Regions from separate parts of the Rattus norvegicus genome. Here region 1 is linked to region 2. The links are chromatin contacts, called in public Hi-C maps. All regions are on one chromosome and are shown on one strand. Each heading gives the region's core, a stretch centred on a gene start, on an enhancer-like site or on the middle of the called end of the contact. The rest is flanking DNA. Distances are from core to core; before and after follow the strand shown. Region 1 has its middle 32 kb from the start of Or2c1. Region 2 holds the start of Or2c1 (olfactory receptor family 2 subfamily C member 1).

Region 1 (4,679 bases), core at 1,996-4,495, 33 kb after region 2:
GGTCTCCTTCTCACTAATGAACTCTCTCACATAGAAAAGAGATTGGGGTCCTGCACTGCTAATTCCTCTACCTTACTAAAGAATTCCCATAATATTACTCAGTCTCACAAGCTCACCTTCCCTGGTGTTGTAAGATCCCCACCAACAACCTTCTCCCTGAGGAGCACAGGTGAGTCTAGGAACAGGCTAGGGCACACGCAGACAAAAATCTACCAAGCTAATGGTGCCCACCTAGTTGGGTGGAGATGGTTCCCAACCAGGATCCCAATATCCTGGGGGGCATTTCAGCCAGAGACCAATTTATATCTTGCCTCCTGGCTGCTCTCACTCTCCGTAAGGCAACCCCCCACCAAAATGGTAAATTAGGAAAAAAATCCAAGAGGTCATTCAGGACACACATTGACACCAAAATCTGTTCAATTCCTGGACCTCCTTACAAAGGCCCTCCTTTATAATATACCAGTCTGCGTCCCAAGACTCCACAGGGAAACAGTTCTGTGTGATTTACTCCTTCCAGGGTGCCCCTGACACTAGGGCCAAACTTAAATGCCTAGAGAGGGGACCCCTGACTCCACAGGCAGAAGTCTTCGTGGTGGCCTTTGAGGTGTGCTATAGGCGAGATGAAAAGGCCCTGGTGTTGGCTCAGGCCTTTCACCTGGCCATAGCAACTGTCCAGGCTCCCTGACCTCTAGATCCCTGCTTCAAAGTGATCAGGAAGGATCCTGGGACTTTCCCATGCCCAAACCCTCACAAGCCACTTCAACCATGTCCAAGGTGCCACCAAAAGGGACATTGTGCTGTTGACTGCTCCCAGGGCCCTCACAGTGTGGGGACACCAGGCCCAGATTGTTCTCTAGCTGACCTCTTGGGCATAGCCACGGACAACTGAGGCGGTGTGGTCTCCCTTGGCCTGACCACTGCCATCTCTTACAGGGAGCTCTGGGTAATCATCATGGTATCAGGGCAACCAATCTCTGTTCTTCTTGGACAACAGGGTCACCTACCTGGTCCTAATGGAGTTTTAGGGACCTATCTCTCCTCATTCTTCTAGTGTCCTAGGAGGGGGACAGCCTTACCAACCTCATCAAAGACCACTACTCAGCTGTATCTTTAGTTATCCCCCTTACCCACTCCTTCCTACTGGTAGCAACTTGTCCTGTCCCATTGCTGGGAAGGGACCACCTAGTCAAAATGGGAGCCTATGTGTCCTTTACTCTCTTGATCCGCTTGACTCTAGGCTCACCAACCATTCCCCTCCTCCTTCTCTGAATTACACAATTGGGCATACCTTTGCCTTGTCAGCCTCCCTGGTGCATCCCAAGTATGGGACACTCCAAACCCCTTTATAGCCAAGCATCACCACCCTCTCATCACCCAACTATAAAACTCTTTCACTCACATCCAGGGCAAAAAGCAAGATGTCACCCATCTGCCTGGTTCTGGCTGGTTGGAAAGTTTTGTCTGTCTGTCTGTGTGTGAAGATGGGTCTGTGTTTTCTGGTGTGTCTTTAAGTCCTGTGGTAAACATGGAGGCTGAGATGGGAACAGGTCAGGCTCAGCTGAATGTACGGATGATGGTGGAAACTTCATGTTTCATTTTTGACTGTTCTCCTTTGAGTGTATGAGCTTTCTGTGTTCTATGTTTCTGCTTTCTTTTCCACCAGCAGCCACCAGTCATCACTATGAATGCTGCACGTCCTGGTTGCTTTGATATCCAGGGCTCAGAATTTATCTCTGGGCCTTCTGGTCACTGGATTCAGTTTATCAGGGATTCAAAGGTCTTTTGAGTGTGGGTAATATGAAAGCTGTTTTATTCTATTCCACTTCATTAGAAAGCTGGCTCTGGACTTGGGTCATGACTCCTACTTTTCTAAATACAAGCACGTTTGTTTAAAGTTTTCCTTCGGAATCCCTGTTTCATATCAGGTGGGTCACTTGCCTGCAGAAAAGAAAGGAGAATAACACAAGACAAAAGGACTTAAAGGAACTTGCTTTGCAACGACTGCTCTCAGAAATAATTACTTGTGTCTCTGGTAAATGTTAGATGGAAAATGTGAAAATTTAGGTGAATTTTGAGGGTCTAGGAAAGTGTCTGAGGAGGTGAGAGCTGTTGTTTGAAGGTGGGTAAATACAAGTTGTAAGGTTACAAGAAAGTCATCTAAGGCGATGGAAATGATTCGGATTTCTTTCCCCCTCAAAGGTGAAGGTTCTGACTTTTAATATTGATCAATAGGGCTCTGATAAACCGATAAAGCCCTGATTACTCTTATCAGTCACAAGCCCAAGATTTAAAATTTCCTCTGGTTGTCTTCTAAGTATAGACTTACGGTGCTTTTCATACTGCTAAAAACATCTCTGTCCAATCTGTATGCCCAGCCCTGTGGACAAAGGAAAAATGTGCAAGCTTTTTGACTCAAAGCCTCTGCTATGGCTCAAAGCAGGACGCCTGCTTTTTCTATAATGTGGATTTTAGAACACATTACAAATTAATAATATATCTAAAACGTTTATCTCTTGTAAACAAAAACTTCATGCAAGCCTTAGAGAGTCAAGGGAGTCAGTCGTACGACTTGGATCCACCTCTTGCTGTCATTAAGTACTGCTTCTGTCCCCTGCCCCCTGCTCTTTCCTGAGGGTGTGAGCTCTCTCTCCCCGGGTCTTTGGATTCCCCTCCCCCTCCCACAAATACCAGGACTATGAGTCCGAAAGGTCCAAATGTATGATTTTCCTTCAAGTTCCTAAACTTCTGCTCTTAGTCCGTATCTGCATGAGTCTGATTTCTATATGGCTGACAGACACCCTCCAGAAACCAGCTGCGGGCTACGAACTCTTCCAAGTGGCTCTGAGCCCTGGACTGACTCAAAGCAGACATAAACCAGTCCAGCCAATGTGACTGCTCCCTGTCACAATGTCCCTGTCACATTGTCCCTGTTTGCTGCTGGGCCAGCAAACAGATGCTTCTGACAATCCCCACTGTTTGATCTCTCTCACAGCCTTTGAGTAGCATTCCAGCCTTGCCCGGCCCTGACAGCAACGCCCTCGTTTCAGCAGGAAGCAGTTATCTTGTTCTCTACAAAACCAATTAGTTATCAATAATAAACACAAAAGGGAGACACACAAGGAACAGGAGGCAGGGAAAGAACACCCTGCCCCTGACTTGACCCCAAGCCTCAGGCCAGAGCCTAGGGACCTGACCTTGTCTTGACCCAAACACAGCTCCTGGGACTTGGAAATCTTTGCCCCTATGACTCAGCTTTCATGGCCAAACAATACTTCTGGTTGTGCCGTACTTCTGCCCCGGTTCACTGTGAATGTTCCAAAAACCGTACAAAAGCCCCTCCAACAGCGCTCTGCTGTCGCTCTTCCCATTCAGAGGCAGCTGCCTTGTGGTTCTCCCCAACCAATCTCTTGTGTGAGGCTTGTGGTGCGGTGTGACTTTGTGGTATTTCTTGGTTCCTATCACCAGGACACCTTTGTAAATCTTAGGGCTCCGAGGGGAAAGACTTCCCCGGTGAAGGTGTTGCAGCTCTGAGTGGAGAGGCTTCTCCAGTGGAGGTGCTGCAGCTCTGAGGTAGAAGAATTCCCCAGTGAAGTGTGACAGCTCTGAAGGGAAATGTATCCTGGTTTGGGAGCCAACAAAAGCCACAAAGTCACATCACACAACAACCCTCACACAAGAGGTTTATCAGGAAAGGCACAAGAAGGTAGCTGCTTCTGCATGGTCAGGAAGCAGCAGGGAACTGAGAAAGAGAAATGCGTATATGGGTATTCAGGGGGGTACTGTTCTGGGATGACAATTTCTAGGGTGGGGATTGGTGATATTTCAAGTCCTGAGCTTGGAGCAAGCCCAAGGATTTGGTGGGATTTCATGCTCAGGGATTGGCGGGTGGAGTGGTCTGAGTGAAAATGGGCCCCCACAGACTCACAGGGAGTGGCATTACTGGAGGTGTGGCCTTGTTGGGGGAAGTGTATCAGTGGGGGTAGGTAGGCTTTGAGGTTTCAGAAGCTCAAGCCAGGCCTCGAGTGACTCTTTTCCTGCTGCCTTTGGACCCAGATGTAGAACTCCCAGCCACCTCTCCAGTACCACGTCTGCCCGCATGCCACCATGATGACAATGGACTAAACCTCTGAACAGTAAGCCAGCCAATGAGATGTTTTCCTTTATAAGAATTGCCACGGTCATGGCATCTCTTCACAGAAATAGAGACCCTGACTAAGGTAGTGGGGTGTCGTGCTTAGGGATTGTTGGGTTTTGGTCCGTTTTCAAACCCTGAAATGGGCTTGGACCTTTCACCCTCTATCCTTTGTGACGGAAAAACCCTTACAGCGTGTGTCTGTGCCTGCACACATCAGATCCCCGAGGTCTGGAGTTACAGGCAGCGGGGAGTCACCCAGGTCTAAGTTTACTTTTAAATTATTTTGTTTTCTTTTAAAGTACATGAATAAGGAGACTGAACAGTATGTGCGCCTGAATGCTCTGAAGCCAGAAGCTGCCCGTTCCCCTGGGAGCTGGAGTAACAGACAGGTGTAAGCAGTCATGGACCACATGGGCTGAGTCTGAGGACCTGGCAGTTGAGGACAAGGGATCAGTTAACAAGTACAGAACAGTGCTCACAGTTGATTCCCTGGGTACGAGACTTACAGGATGAATGGCACGGTCTGAGCTGCCCCCGAGGAGTA
Region 2 (4,585 bases), core at 1,273-3,772:
AACTGGAGAAACAAATTTAGGCTAGGATAATATTAGGGGAATTACGAAAAATTGGAAGGGAAAAATGTATCATCGTTTGTTCCATTCTATCCAAGGGACAAGACAACCCAAACCAGCAAATGTGAAATGGTCTGCATGGAGCGGTTGGTTCTTACCATAAGAAGGTGATGGATAACACTTAGTATAATTTCACTCACTAGCAATCACCAAGCATAGACTTTGTAACAGGTGTGCAAATAAATAACAGATATGGAAACGGAGCTGAAGATCCTTTGAAATGACTCCTAAAACCTATTGATTTTCTTTTTTCTAATAATGTAGCCACTGAGCAACTGTCCCATGTTAGGGTGGCTTCTGATAGGGGAAAGGGTGTGTGAATTGTATGAGCTTTTTTAAAAGTCATTCTATTAATGAGCAGAGTCATTTAAGATAATACAAGAAGATAGAAGAAAAGGAAAATAAAAACTGGAGAGAATTCTTAGAAGAAATTTTATGAAAGATTATAAGTTAAGTTGAAGTATATACTAAGGTAGAGACAGAGGAGGAAGCATGATAGAGATGAAGAAGTCATCACGAGGGGAAATGGACCTGAGCACATGACCAGAAAAAACAGCAAGAATCTGGGGTACATGGCTGGGGAGGTAGCAAAGCCAGCAGTTAGAAGAATAGATTGAAGATAACCATAGTCCGAGTGTCATTTATTTGTAAGCTAGTCCGGGATAGGCTTAAATTGGTTGTACTACAATGTAGGTGTTAAGGTGCCAACACACAAGTTTCTTGAGGTAAGTTTTTCCCTAAATAGATTGCTGGGTTTCTGGGACAGTAGTGCTGGAAGACTAAAACTTGAGGCAGAGGACATGCTTAACGGACAGACTACCCTCCTAAACTTGCTTGAGAAGTCATAGCATATCCCACAATCCACTGAGAAGACTGGTCGCAAACCGGATGACTCTGGCTGTTAGCGGCAACGATTCAAATAAAGTCAGACGAAGACATTTTGGGTTAGCATTGACAGGCAAATGGCCTTGCCTAAATTTCTCACTAATTATCACATTGGGTAGAAGGTAAACTTGGATGCAGACATACAGAAAAGGGTAATCAGGTGAGAGGGAGGTGGGAAGCACGAATAGTTAGCCTGCAGTGTTGAGAAGAGACAGAGAACTGGACCACGATGATGGACGGTTAAGATGCCAAGATGAATTCTATTTCCATCTGAGGTTGATACTGCCTGCGTGAATTCATGGAGTTATAGCAAAATTATACAAGAAACGTCACGTTTCTTTCCTTAGAAAATAAAAATTCAGCGGGATTATGTTATAATACATAACGTGGACCTAAGAGTCAGGGACCGTGAGAGAGATCTGTGCTAGGTCAATAGTCCCTGGACCCACTACGATACATACCTGCCCTGTTATCTGTGGTGCACACAGTAGTATTTCTGGAAAATAAACAAGGTTTCGAGTAACACTAACCATCTTCCAAAAGTGTTGTATTGTCAGGAACACGCCTTGGCTTTACTGATGATGGAACCCCTCATAAAAAGAATGCAAGAGGCAGTAAGTGATGGAGAAGATTGTGTTTTCCTCAGCTGGCTCCTCTTCCTTTCCCCAGCAGTCTTCCCAGGGCCCCCTTCACTTCTTTATTCCTTAGAGTATAGATGAGCGGGTTCACCATGGGCGTGACCACAGAGTAGAAGAGAGAAATGAATTTTCCCTGGTCCTGATTACTGCTCTTAGCTGGAAGCAGATACCCATAGATAGCAGAGCCATAGAAGAGAAACACTACCACCAAGTGGGAGACGCATGTATTGAAGGCCTTCCGCCGTCCCTCCACAGAGCGGATCTTCATCACGGCCTGGGCAATGAAGCAGTAAGAGACCAGGATGATGCTTAGCGGGACCGCAGTGAAGAAGGTACAAACACCATTGAGCACAGCCTCATTGAGACTCGTGTCCCCACAGGCCAATTTAATCATGGCGGGTACCTCACACAGGAAGTTGTCCACCTTCCGGTGTCCGCAAAACGGGAGCTGCAGAGTGAATGTTGACTGAATCACGGAGTTGCCTAAGCCACCCAACCAGCTAATAGCAGCCAGCACCCAGCAGAGCCGAGGATTCATGACGGTCATGTAGTGCAGGGGCCGACAAACTGCCACATACCGATCAAATGCCATTACCACGAGCAGAATGCACTCAGTAGCCCCCAGCCAAAGGAAAACATACAGTTGAGTCACACACCCACCATAGCTGATTGTCTTGTCTGGCCCCCATAAATTTTTCAGCATCTGAGGGACTGAACTGGTAGTAAAAGCCAGGTCCAGGGAAGAGAGGTTGCTGAGGAAGAAGTACATGGGCGTGTGGAGCCGCGCATCGAGGCGGGAAAGCAGGATGATGGTCAAGTTCCCAACCAGCGTCAACAAGTAAGAGGACAGGATGACAACAAAAAAGATGATCTCCAACTGGGGATGGTTGGAGATACCCATCAGAATGAAGCTCCCAGAAGAGATGTTGCTGCCCACCTCCATCGCCGGCTGCCCGGGTCACTGGAAGTCTGCTCTGAAAATCTCCAGGGCAGACAAGCGAGGAGGGGGCTACTGCCGAACCTGCGACCAGAATGCTCTTCAGGCTCCGCAGTTGAAGACCAATCCGCCCTTTCTGGCCGCGGCTTTCATGCAATCCCTGGCTGTCAGTTGAGCTGGGATATCAAAAGGGACCTAGCACAGAGATGAAAGGAGTGTCTTGTGAGGACGGACTACAGTTAGGGCGACAGGTCAGAGGGGAGCTGGCAAGTTAGATTAGATACCGACCTTCTCAAAACACCAGTTTCCTCAGCCAAGTTTCTCTATGCTCTGAGAAGTGAATTTGGAAAATCTCCGCAGAAGTTACTGATAGACGCCCCCCCCCCCCAACCCCCACGGGCTTGAGAGACGGCTCAGCAGTTAAGAGCACAGGCTGCTCTTGCACAGAATCCATTTTTGGTTCTCACTGATCTTTTCTTGCAACAGCCTATAAGACCAGCTCCAGGGGCTGACACACACTTCTGGCAACTTCACAGATGTGAACATACCACCCCAAATTCCTGTATACATCATTTTTAAAAAGTCTTTTTTTTTTTTTTTGAGGCAGGTTCTCGTTATACATTCTAAGCCAGATTGGAAGTTGCTGTGTAGACCAAGCTAGCCTTAACGGAGATTCCACCTCCTCTGTTTTCTGAGTATTGAGACTAAAGGCATGTGTCACCATGCCCATCAAAACATAAAATCTTGAAAGAAATGTCTTTTCTCAGTCCTTGATAGTCTTCTCTTCTTGCATTGAAACTCCTGGTCTGGAAAGATCATCACGTGTCTATCGAATCACAGAACAACGAGATGGCAGGGAGCTGGAGAGATGCTCAGCTGTTGAGAGCTTTGGTTGCTCTCCCAGAGGACCAGGGTTCAGTTCCCAGCATCCACCCGGAGGCTCACAACTGTAACTCAAACGTCAGTGAGTCTGATGCCTTCTCCTGCCCTCCATGGGCACTGCATGCATGTGGTGCGCGCGCATACACACACACACACACACACACACACACACACACACACACACACACGCGCGCGCGCACACACACGCACATAAAATAAAAATAAAAATAAATTTAAAAGACTAACAAGAAGACTGAATATTCACTATATACAAGAGGCATGAATTTGTCAGTGAAGAAGACACAAATACAAATAAAACACACGTGCCAAGAAAGCTTAAGTAAAACGTGTGGAAGATGAAGGTGGGTTTCCTGTAAGGAAGTTAAAACACTTTACATGTGTCCATAGTCATGGAAATTAAAGTCTACACTGTTTACTGCTAAACCAAGGAGCCATTCTTAACATCTCAAAAGCAGCAAACAGCCTTGTCAATAACAGGCCAATTAACATCTCCTTTCTTTGTGCACTGTGTGTGTGTGTGTGTGTGTGTGTGTGTGTGTGTGTGTGTGTACAGAAGTCAACCTTAGGTGTTACTACTCAGAAGTGGTAGTCCTTGCTTTTTTATTTTTTAAATTATGGTGACCTGGGCTCGTTGATTAAGTCGAGCTGGCTGGCCATCAACCTCAGGGAGCCACCTGTCTCCGAGCCCTGCCCAGTCCTGGGGTTACATGGTGTACTGTCACATCTAACTTCTTGACAGACCACACCTGGCTTTTTTTTTTTTTAAAGATTTTATTTTATTGTATATGAGTACACTGTAGCTGCCTTCAGACACACCAGAAGAGGGCATCAGATCTCATGCACAACAGATGGTTGTGAGCCACCATGTGGTTGCTGGGATTTGAACTCAGGACCTCAGGAAGAGCAGTCGGTGCTCTTAACCACTGAGCCATCTCTCCAGCCCCCACACTTGGCTTTTTATTTAGGTGCTGGGGATTGAACTCAGGTCCTCAGGCTTGTGTGACAAGCACTTTACCAGCTGAGCTATTTCTCCAGACTGCTCTTTCTTCAGAGGTTTCTACCAAGGTCTTTTCTCTTCTTTAGCCTACTAAGTAAATGGATCTAAACAGGAAACAGAAATAATCCGTGGGTCATCTGGAAACCAACAGTTGGGAGAGAATTCTGT

The links. Hi-C and Micro-C count contacts between places; a contact is called where the count stands out from the background.
Region 1: a Hi-C map of Schwann cells shows a contact between it and region 2, with 6 times the contacts expected there. The contact joins the enhancer-like site here to the promoter of Or2c1 in region 2. A contact is called at or near these places in 3 of 12 Hi-C or Micro-C datasets (Schwann cells, frontal cortex and liver).

The regions. Positions count from the first base shown.
Region 1 is chr10:12,219,971-12,224,649 of GRCr8, forward strand. No RefSeq gene overlaps it. Among named protein-coding and RNA genes, the nearest start is that of Or2c1, 32 kb to the left of the region's middle. Within about 2 kb of position 3,246, at least 6 of the 93 cell types and tissues checked have an H3K27ac peak or open chromatin away from gene starts, as enhancers often do. A contact at or near this core is called in Schwann cells, where this site is marked.
Region 2 is chr10:12,187,670-12,192,254 of GRCr8, forward strand. It overlaps Or2c1 (olfactory receptor family 2 subfamily C member 1), which reads right to left and starts at 2,523. Exons shown (of 1, transcript NM_001000493.1): 1 at 1,585-2,523. The coding sequence starts at 2,523. The coding sequence ends at 1,585.